Linked DNA regions of Bombyx mori: region 1 is linked to region 2. A link is a contact called in public Hi-C data. All regions are on one chromosome and are shown on one strand. Each heading gives the region's core, a stretch centred on a gene start, on an enhancer-like site or on the middle of the called end of the contact. The rest is flanking DNA. Distances are from core to core; before and after follow the strand shown. Region 1 has its middle 48 kb from the start of Miriab-8. Region 2 holds the start of abd-A (abdominal A).

Region 1 (4,717 bases), core at 584-3,083, 110 kb before region 2:
AGATTCTGCGAAACACTATTCTTGCTAGGGCCAGTGTTAGCAAGACTCCCGATTTGAGCCCCCTGAGTTGACCTACACGTCAAGGCAAAGCTGAAATAGCCTCTCAAGGCTATCATCATAGGTAGGAAAAAAAAAAATGCAAGATTTTTTCGATTGTAGTAATAGGTACGATTTTTGTACGTACCGCCAATAGCTGTTATTATAATTCCGAATCATCCGTCCGTAGCGGTTCTATATATCCTTAATTAGTTTTCCTAAATTAATATATCCCCTCGTTTCCAATTCGAGCATTATTTTGCACACTTAACATAAAGCTAAACAATTTTAATTTTATTTATTTTCGGTTCTAATATTGGCATATACTATTGTCGTATACTCTACAGTGAGTATGTGCTGTGGCATATCGCTAATAACTAGTGCTATTTGTTGACGTGCAAAATTTACGGCGAAAGACTTAGTAAGCTTTTAGTTGACGCCGATAATATCTCATTCATTTGTTTTTAAGTACCTAAGCCTTGTTAATAGTCGTTCGATTCTATATGTATTAGCATCTTGTTTTTGTTTCTGGATCATAAGTATCTGTTTGATACTTAAATTAGCTACCGTTCTAATACAGTTAAATCTGAGATCTATTACCGATTTGGAAAAAATCAAGCCTTGTTTGTATTCCCCGGTTTCGAAGGCCTCATAAAACTAGGTAAGTGGACGAAGTAAGCAGTTGTACATAATGTAGGTATCTTAACTACATCTTAATTACACATAATTATTTATGTGAGCTTCATATTGACCTTTATATTGAATCGATTTGAGTAAATTATTCTTCTGAAAAGGATAACACAGAAATTAACATATTTTTAAGTCACCTATCTTAATGTTTCTATTCTAATATAACGTGAAACGCTTAATCTGCCTTCCGCTCGGCGCCGACAAACATTTGTTCGTTTGAAATTCTGTCAGAGATTCACCTCATTATTTACTTTACATATTGATAGTTATGTTAATTAAATAAAGAACGATTTAGAATACATCAAATCTCTGTTTTATCGTTGTATGTTTAATTTATAACGCATTGAAACCGCTCTGGATTGAATAAATGAAGCGAAGCTCACAAAACCGCAGACTTAAAGCGCATATCAAAGCTATCGTCTTTCAGATGTCCGTTGATCACGCGGAACGTTTTCTTCACGGCTGTTTATTGAACATAAAAAAAACTACATTATAATTAATTTATTCTCAATAGATTTTATGTTCTATATTTTAAAGGCAATTTCAGTTGTATTTTGATTTCGGACTGGATGGTTGTTTTGTTAATAGTATTGGCGTTAATTTTAACGGTGTTCATAACTGCAGCCGTTTAGTCTTCCGACGGCTATAAGGTTTTTATGTATCTGAATTTTTGATTTTCCTTTTGAATTCAAGACAACAACTTTAAAATTGCTGTCAATGTGACAATGCTTAGTGATGTATTATTGTTTATGTTGTATTAGTGTTATTTTAGTGCTAGTGTGTACAGTGTTGTTTGTATATATTTGTATGTGAAAGTTTAAATCTCAGCCTACAATATTAGTTATTCATCGTAAAACATTTTGGTGTAATTCTTCTGAAATTTTATTACTGCCTTAGGGCAGAATCAGCAGATTTCTCATGAATACACGTAGTCCTACGCCATCAGCCATAACTAAAATGACTGCATACGTCAGGAATATAAAGGAGGTTCTTTATACAAACCCCGCCTGAAATCGCATGGCCGACTGTTCTTCGTACGCCTGACACGACATGATTGGTACAAAACTGTAGAAACTAGTTCATCCAGTATTCCGCCAGCCAATCAGCATCGTGTATTTTAAAAGGTCATTTAGAAGACATCTTGCACAGATCATGCATCTCGCTTATAACTCTGTAGAGAGACCGAGAAGAAAGCATTTGCGTATGTAGTTGTGCAGCTCACAGAGCTACCTTGAAGACAAAACAGATGGCGCTAATTGTCAAGTAGTTCCACTGCTTAACACTAGATGGCGATACCATAGATATAATAAATTATGAAGGAGTCAGCTGTTTCCAATGGGATTATAATGGAAAGAGGGTGTCGCTGTGTCCCAGAAAAGTAACGCATTCTCCTTTACTATTTCAGCCCTTGTTAGTTTATTGTCGTTCACAAAAATTCCAAATTATACACACGGTTATCAAATACTACGCACATATTTATTGTTAAGGTTATTTTTCAGTTTTTCCTTGGTTACTGTTTTAAATACAATACTGATTTAAAGTGAAAAATTCAATAGCACACTTATAGAAGCAGTAGCGATTTTACCGTATCAAAACACGTGGCACTGGTACAGGTTATTGTTTTATGTTGCGTGTGAACCGCCTATTAGCTCGGTAAGTCAAGCGTTCATAAAACTGTTTGTCTATTAATAACGATCTCAGAGACAGTAAACTGTGATTTATTTCCAGCATAAAATAGTTTTAATTTGGTTCTGCATAATTTCTTTGGAGTAGGAAGAAACGCTTCCTTCTTACTTGGTCAGCGAAAAACGAAAATTATATACAAAAAACTATCACCGTCGGCTTGGGATATTTAATTCCTTTTCGTACAAGCTTTCGTAATGGCGCTAAGGATACGTGGTGCACATATCTGTTGCAAAGCACTTTTGCATTTCAGATTAAAATTTAGGACAGTAGTAATACAATGGAATCTCATGTCTCCAGGTGTCTGGCAATGTATGTGATATGGTGTCTACGGATTTCCTTAAAAAAACGTAAGAATATTACTCCCCCTAAAATTTACGTTACTTTAATGAATCCTAAACATTATGTTTATTGTGCTTCTTTATAATACAACATAATATTAACATAATACTCATAAAATAATCTTATATGGCTTAATAAATACAAGATAGAGTTGTATCATGTTTAGGGCTTGAACGTAAATCATTACCTATTTGAAAAGGCATAAGTAAGGTATAAGTTCACTGGAATATCACATTTAAAATATATCATTAATAACAAAGTATTACTAATAACAACAAATAATAGATAATGAAGAAACTACCTAAAGACAAAGAATGAAAATAATGAACACAAGATTAAACTGTGTAGGTAGTTTTAATTAGTTTTAAGATTTTAGGTTTAGATAACACTGAACATTTAGTACAGTTAACTTTATCGATTCGTTACCACCGAGATTATAGTGATAGGAATAAACATCCTGTTTTTTTAGTTAAAAAACACTAATTTGAACGCCATTTTGAATATAGAGTAACAATTAAAGTACTCGTTCAATATAATTTATTACTTAATTTTAATAAAAGTTTCATTATATAAAACAAACGCTTATCATAAATGGCTCTCACAAATTCATAAATGCGTTTATATTTATTTTTTGAATAATATCAAACACGGGTGGCATTTTAAGATTTAATAAAATCATGAATTTATATTTTATTCCATAAAATATTGCATATTAAGTGCTATTATTATAAACTAGTATCTTAACAGTTTTTTTTTTATTTATTAGAAATAATTTAAAAAAAGCCTTTGGTGTAGTCACACATTAAAAATATGACAACGTATCAAATTCAACAAGGTAAATCATTTTAAAATCATTCAATAAAATCATTTTACCCTATTAAACTTGAAAAACCACATACTTTGGTCTCAGCACTTAGAAAAAAATATTGAAAGAAAGAAACAATGTATTTACCCTAATATTTACACCTAGTGAGGCTAATGGCGGTGGTAGGATGTCTTGTGACTCCGCACGGGTTACCACCACCCTGCCTATTTCTACCTTGCAGCAGTAATGCGTTTCGGCTCGAAGGGTGGGGCAGCCGTTATACTAAAATATACTATAGAACAGAGACTTAGAACTCATATCTCAAGGTAAGTGGCGGCATTAACGTTGTTGATGTTGATGAGCTCTGATAATCACTTAACACCAGGTGTGCTGTGTGCTCGTACACCCGTGTAAGCAAGAAAAAAGGAATCAAGTGTGATTTAGTAATTATTTGCCTAAAACCATAAATTCAGTGCGATGTCTTTTAGGGGCTAACTCGTTTATTCCTAAGCGCACCAAAAAAGTTTTTTAACTTTAATGTATCATAAAACCAACATTATTCATTTTAATTCATAAAATTATCTTTTAATACACGTTTTACCTTTTGGCTAATTAACCATTACTTACATTGATCAATGTTAACATTTACTTCATTATTATATTTAATTGGTAAGCGAATTAATAACGAAAAGAGGTAGACATAATTATCTATTACTATCATCATATCATTTCCAACGCTTCAAATGCTTTACAGTAGGTATTCGTGATCAAGAACGACTAATATATATTTCGTCACTGTTTCATTTTAGTAGTTATAACCTTTTAACTTTGAATAATTTTTTTTATTCAAATTTACATTCTTTTGTACAAAACTAATATTTTTTTTTTGGTTCATTCACCGACAAAAAAGTATTGTTTTCTTGTTATTCGTGTTTTTTGAAACTAGAAACTCTAGTAATCTTATTTTCAATTTCGGGCAAGTTTCTTAGGCATAATAAGGTACTCTATTTAGTACCAGGGGAGCAGCTGAGTTTCAACAAATACTTGTATTTCATATAAGTTTATAGCATTAGTTACAGTGAAGCGTGACCGAGTGTCACTTGTAATCTATGAAATATGCATTAAAAAACGGAATTTACGAACAGTATATACTTTCTCAAA
Region 2 (4,805 bases), core at 1,210-3,709:
TCGGGAATGATAATTATTTAAGCCCTGACGCCGCTTGTTTGACATGGCAGTGTGCAATGAAGCAAGGCAGGGTGGTAGTGAGCTGCAGCGATACCATAAGGTAGTGAAGGCGTGTTGTTGGATCCGAAATCATGATTAGTCGGCTGTAATAAACTTGTTATGACTGCGATGGTTCCTGGCTGCAAGATGGCTGCTGTTACTGGCTTTTTAGTGCTCTGCAAATGCAAGAGTTGCGGAAATAGATGTTATATAGCTTAGATAGTGGAGTATAAAATCAGCAACTAGTGGGTCGCTTGTCGTTAGCTTATAAAAAAAGACAAAGGTAAGAATTCTGCATAACGAGTGTTTTCGGTTTACCTATAGCTGAAATTACAGATGTTGTTGTTTCGAAACTGATGTGTTTATGAATAATTACAATATTAACTCTGTACAGTACCATTATAATTCCTGTCCTATGAAAACTAATAATTTTCTCAAAATAATAGTCAAATTGTTTTTTTTAAATATCCTGTCTAATTACATAAATTTCATTTCAAAATTTGCTAGACTTTATACATCTTATGTGATTGTTAGAGTAAAATTGTATCATTGTGAAATTACTATATAAATGAAATAATCTTGACAAAAATGTTAAAATATCAAAGAGGGTGTCTAAAATTCAATAACATTAGATGAAAAGGAGGTGATGAGTGCATATTTCTACATAGTAAATTAATGGTTTGGGTGGCGGCATTTATTTGATCTACTTAGGTACACATGTATGTACCACCGCTGCCTACAGAAAACTAAATTTCTTTGGCGTTGCTTGTAAAAAAATAGTACTGCACAGATGAACTACCTCGACCCACCTGGCGCTAAAAAGCTACTGGATGGGAATATACATCATAGCGTGAATGCAGCTACGTATCTTGAGATACGATGTTGGATTTTTAATTACAGCAGCTATTTTTCCATTTCAAGCGAAACTGGCAGATTAGTGCTACCCAACATTGTGAACTAACAACGATATACCCGTTTACCACCGTTTACAATATACGATTACCACCCGTAAGCACAAAACATATCATAACGTTCTGAAAATATCACAAACCAATCTATTCCAGAGCCCTAGTATTCCAGCCACAATTGGTAGAAAATATTAGATACATCAATTTTTTTTACAAACCACAAAAGTTTGTGAATTTACTAATTGATTGGTTGGGCCTGCTTACGAAATTAGAACTCCAGCACAGTCACATCTCTTGATACGTATGCACCAGGCGTCCTAACTTTTAAGCAACGAGGAGTTAGTACATATGCAAATGACATTTGCTTGGGTAGCCTGTGACCTACCACCTACCTACTCTACGTTATTGGAAATGGGAAAACAATATATTTATATATATATTTATACATATATACCTACAGATAGTACAAAATACAGGTTGTATTAATATTAATACTGCCTGAATTTTGTGCCGTTAATTCCACAGGCATTGTGAGTAATTAATTAAATGATAATATTCAGTGATTTTCCATATAATTGCATTGTTTGCATTATATGCTGCGTGTTGCATTGTTTAATTGCGAGAACAAAAACTTAATCAATTGAATTTGTACATAATGTATGTAACATTTTTTTTAAAGTTACATAATTTAAAAATAATATTTCCTTTTGGGCCATGTATGTACTGTTCTCCTTATTTTGTAAAGTCGTTTGACTGACGGTGATTAATTACCATTAAGTGGGCAGCAAGTTCATTTATTTTTGGCAAAATTAAAAGTACATACTAACGAATAATTAGTAAATGAGCAGTACCTACATTTTAAATAGACAACAACGCCAAACTAATATTATTATATTATCTTGTATTTTCTTTTGAGAATCGCAACCTTTCCTTATCAACAACCTTATTTCTTTATGAAAAACTAAAAATATTTTTAATGACTTCAAATAAAAAATATTTAGTTTTAAATTTGTCTATGATTCGAAACTAAATAAGATACCGTGTTTTTTAATATATTTGTGTTAATATAAAACCGGTATAGGCGGAATAAAAAAAAAGATAAAAATTAAATCAATTACCTTTATATAAATTAAAGTGATTCGGCAATAATGCATAAAGCCGTTCAGTTTGACAACTGGAAGTGCCGGAATGGTTTGTGATTGGCGGTGAATGTTCTGCACCGGATCACTATTGGCGTAGACTACGTCAGCGCGGGGGAGCGCGGGGTCAGGCGCCATTACGAACAATGGCCGTCGAAATAGTCGTTAGCGAATAGCTTTTATCTCTTTCTAATATAAGCCACGCAGGTAGGAATTAATGAGACGGAGAGGGTTTCGGCGGGTACACCGCCTTCATCATTGCATCTCGCTCACACGCACGTGACCGGTTTTGCCGTCTCGAGTGGCGCGCTCGGCAGCGGTAAACGCTCGCTACGACGGGAATTCAGAGTCGTAGAGCCTCATACGCGGGTCATAAACGATCCGCGGCCATAGTAGAGGTGCACGCGCGAGAATCGATCCGAATCGCCGGCGATAAACGCATCTCCCGCGAGGCGATCGTCGCGCGCCGCGTCGCCGCCGAGCGATGAGTTCCAAGTTCATCATCGATAGCATGCTCCCAAAATACCACCAGCAATTCCACCACCAGAATTTATTTGCCGGTGCCGGAGCGTCGCCTATAGAGGCGTCGCTGTCGTCTTCGCTGTCATCGTCGCTGTCTACCTCGCTGTCTAGTTCGCTGTCTGGCGGACTGGGTGCGGCAGCGCTGGGAGCAGGCTCACCGGGTGCCGGGAGCCCGCAGAGGTCTTCATCTTCATCGTCGGCGTCGCCGGGGGCGCCGGCGAGAATGTATCCGTACGTGTCGCATCACCAGCAGTTCGGAGGCTCAGTGCCGTTCTCGGCGGGCGGGGGACTGTCAGCAGCAGATGACAAGAGTTGTCGATACCCGACCGCCGTGGGTCCTGATCCGATGGTGAATTACGCTCTGGGTCAGCACAATGGGGGCGCAGCCGTGTCTGCTGCGTCGGCGAGCATGGCAGCAGCGGCTCAGTTTTACCACCAGGCAGCAGCTTCGGCGGCCTCCGCAGCTAACGCAGCTACCGCGGACGCCATGGGGGTGGCCTGCGCTCAGCCCTCAGCACAGACGCTCCCTGAAATCCCCAGATACCCGTGGATGTCCATCACTGGTAAATGCTTTACTTCTTGACTGCATGTTCAGTTGCGGTGTTATCCTATTTATTTACCTGGAAATTTATTTCACGTATTATTTAATTAATTATTTACTTTTAACAAAAAACTCGCTAAAGCACTGTTTGTTTCATTTTTAGCATTTGTTATCAATTTATTTATGAGTATCGCTTGTTTAAGATTCAAAAACGTTCAAATGTTACTATTTAGTATTTCGCTTTTTACGACAGTTTTTCTAAGCAAATTAAACGTGTGAATTAATTACAATTAACATTAATGTGCCATAACCAATGTACCTACTTCAACTGTGAGAACGAAAAAACTTGGTTTAAATGTACCCATGATGATATTTTATATTATTTATTTATTCATTTCGTATTTTTATCTTTCTAATAAGAATAAAAAAGTAATTGAACATTCAACAATTTTTATAATAAGATATAATAATATATAAAAACGATAAAAAATTTTAGGTACTATCAAAAAAATTCGCACCTGCTAACGTATTTCAGGCCTGACGTTTACGGAAATTTAATTTAGAACAGATGACAAATGAACAATTATAATACAATTATAAAAAATCGTTTTATGGTTTTATGAAAAGGGCATTATTTCTTTTAAAATATATGCTATTTCAGCTAAAATAACGTTGATTTAAACTAGACGGCGACGGCCGACGGAGAGTAGAATTCTCTTTTAGAGATGATAAAAATCAATTAGGATTTCAAACGACAATGAATTAGTTATAAACATATTAATTAACAATAAAATAACAGCAATGTATTGAATTACATTAAAAAATATTAATAACAATAAGAATTAAATTCAATTGTTGCATAAACTTAATTTTCATTGCAATATAAAAACTGCAAAAGGAGGCCTTTGAATTAATAGCTAATAAAGTTTTGCGGCTCATTAATACTATTGATGATTGAGTGATAAAATTTTAATTAAAAAACAATAAATAAATATTATCGGTAATCATAAAATAACTAATCGTTTTTTTTTTCTTTCAAATGATTAAGCAGTTATTGAAATGAAGGAATAATATTTACCATTAATTTCATTATAATTATTCTCGTTATAGTTAAATTATATCTGGTTTGTAACTAAAATTCAGTAAGTCGGTCTCGATTTTCTCCGGCATGGTATTCAAATATAATACATAATATGTACATGCCCAATGCCACTGAACCCATTATATGGAAATTATACGATATTAAGAGTAACATAGAAAAAACGTGTTTTTATTTATCAAAATCGCAAACCGTTAACTTCTATCTAAATTGATCAGAGAATATTCAGAATGGTTATAATAACGACAGAGATGCTTTTTTATTACACTTTGTTAATGCCTACGTATTTGCGGGCCTTCTGTGAGGTCCACTTAGTACTCCAAATGGCGACCCATTACATTCTCGAATTGCCTGTGCGTTTTGCATACAATGGTACAATTATTTTTATTTGCACTTTTATTATCTAGCAATCATTCTTCCGTAGATAAAAACGCACAATCAGTCGCGCTGTTAATACTAGAATACCGTTGCGTGTACTCTAAATATAATTTAAGAAACTTAATAATTATATAATTTAACTATAAAATAAACGTAAGATCCTCATTTATGTCCTTCTT

Evidence for each region. A called contact is a pair of places that touch in the nucleus more often than the background predicts.
Region 1: a contact with region 2 is called in a Hi-C map of whole pupa, with 1.7 times the contacts expected there. The contact joins the enhancer-like site here to the promoter of abd-A in region 2. A contact is called at or near these places in 2 of 7 Hi-C or Micro-C datasets (both in whole pupa).

What each region holds. Positions count from the first base shown.
Region 1 is chr6:6,414,482-6,419,198 of ASM3026992v2, reverse strand. No RefSeq gene overlaps it. Among protein-coding and RNA genes, the nearest start is that of Miriab-8, 48 kb to the right of the region's middle. Within about 2 kb of position 1,833, at least 8 of the 8 cell types and tissues checked have open chromatin away from gene starts, as enhancers often do.
Region 2 is chr6:6,300,563-6,305,367 of ASM3026992v2, reverse strand. abd-A (abdominal A) reads left to right here and starts at 2,459. Exons shown (of 3, transcript NM_001173337.1): 1 at 2,459-3,171. The coding sequence starts at 2,571.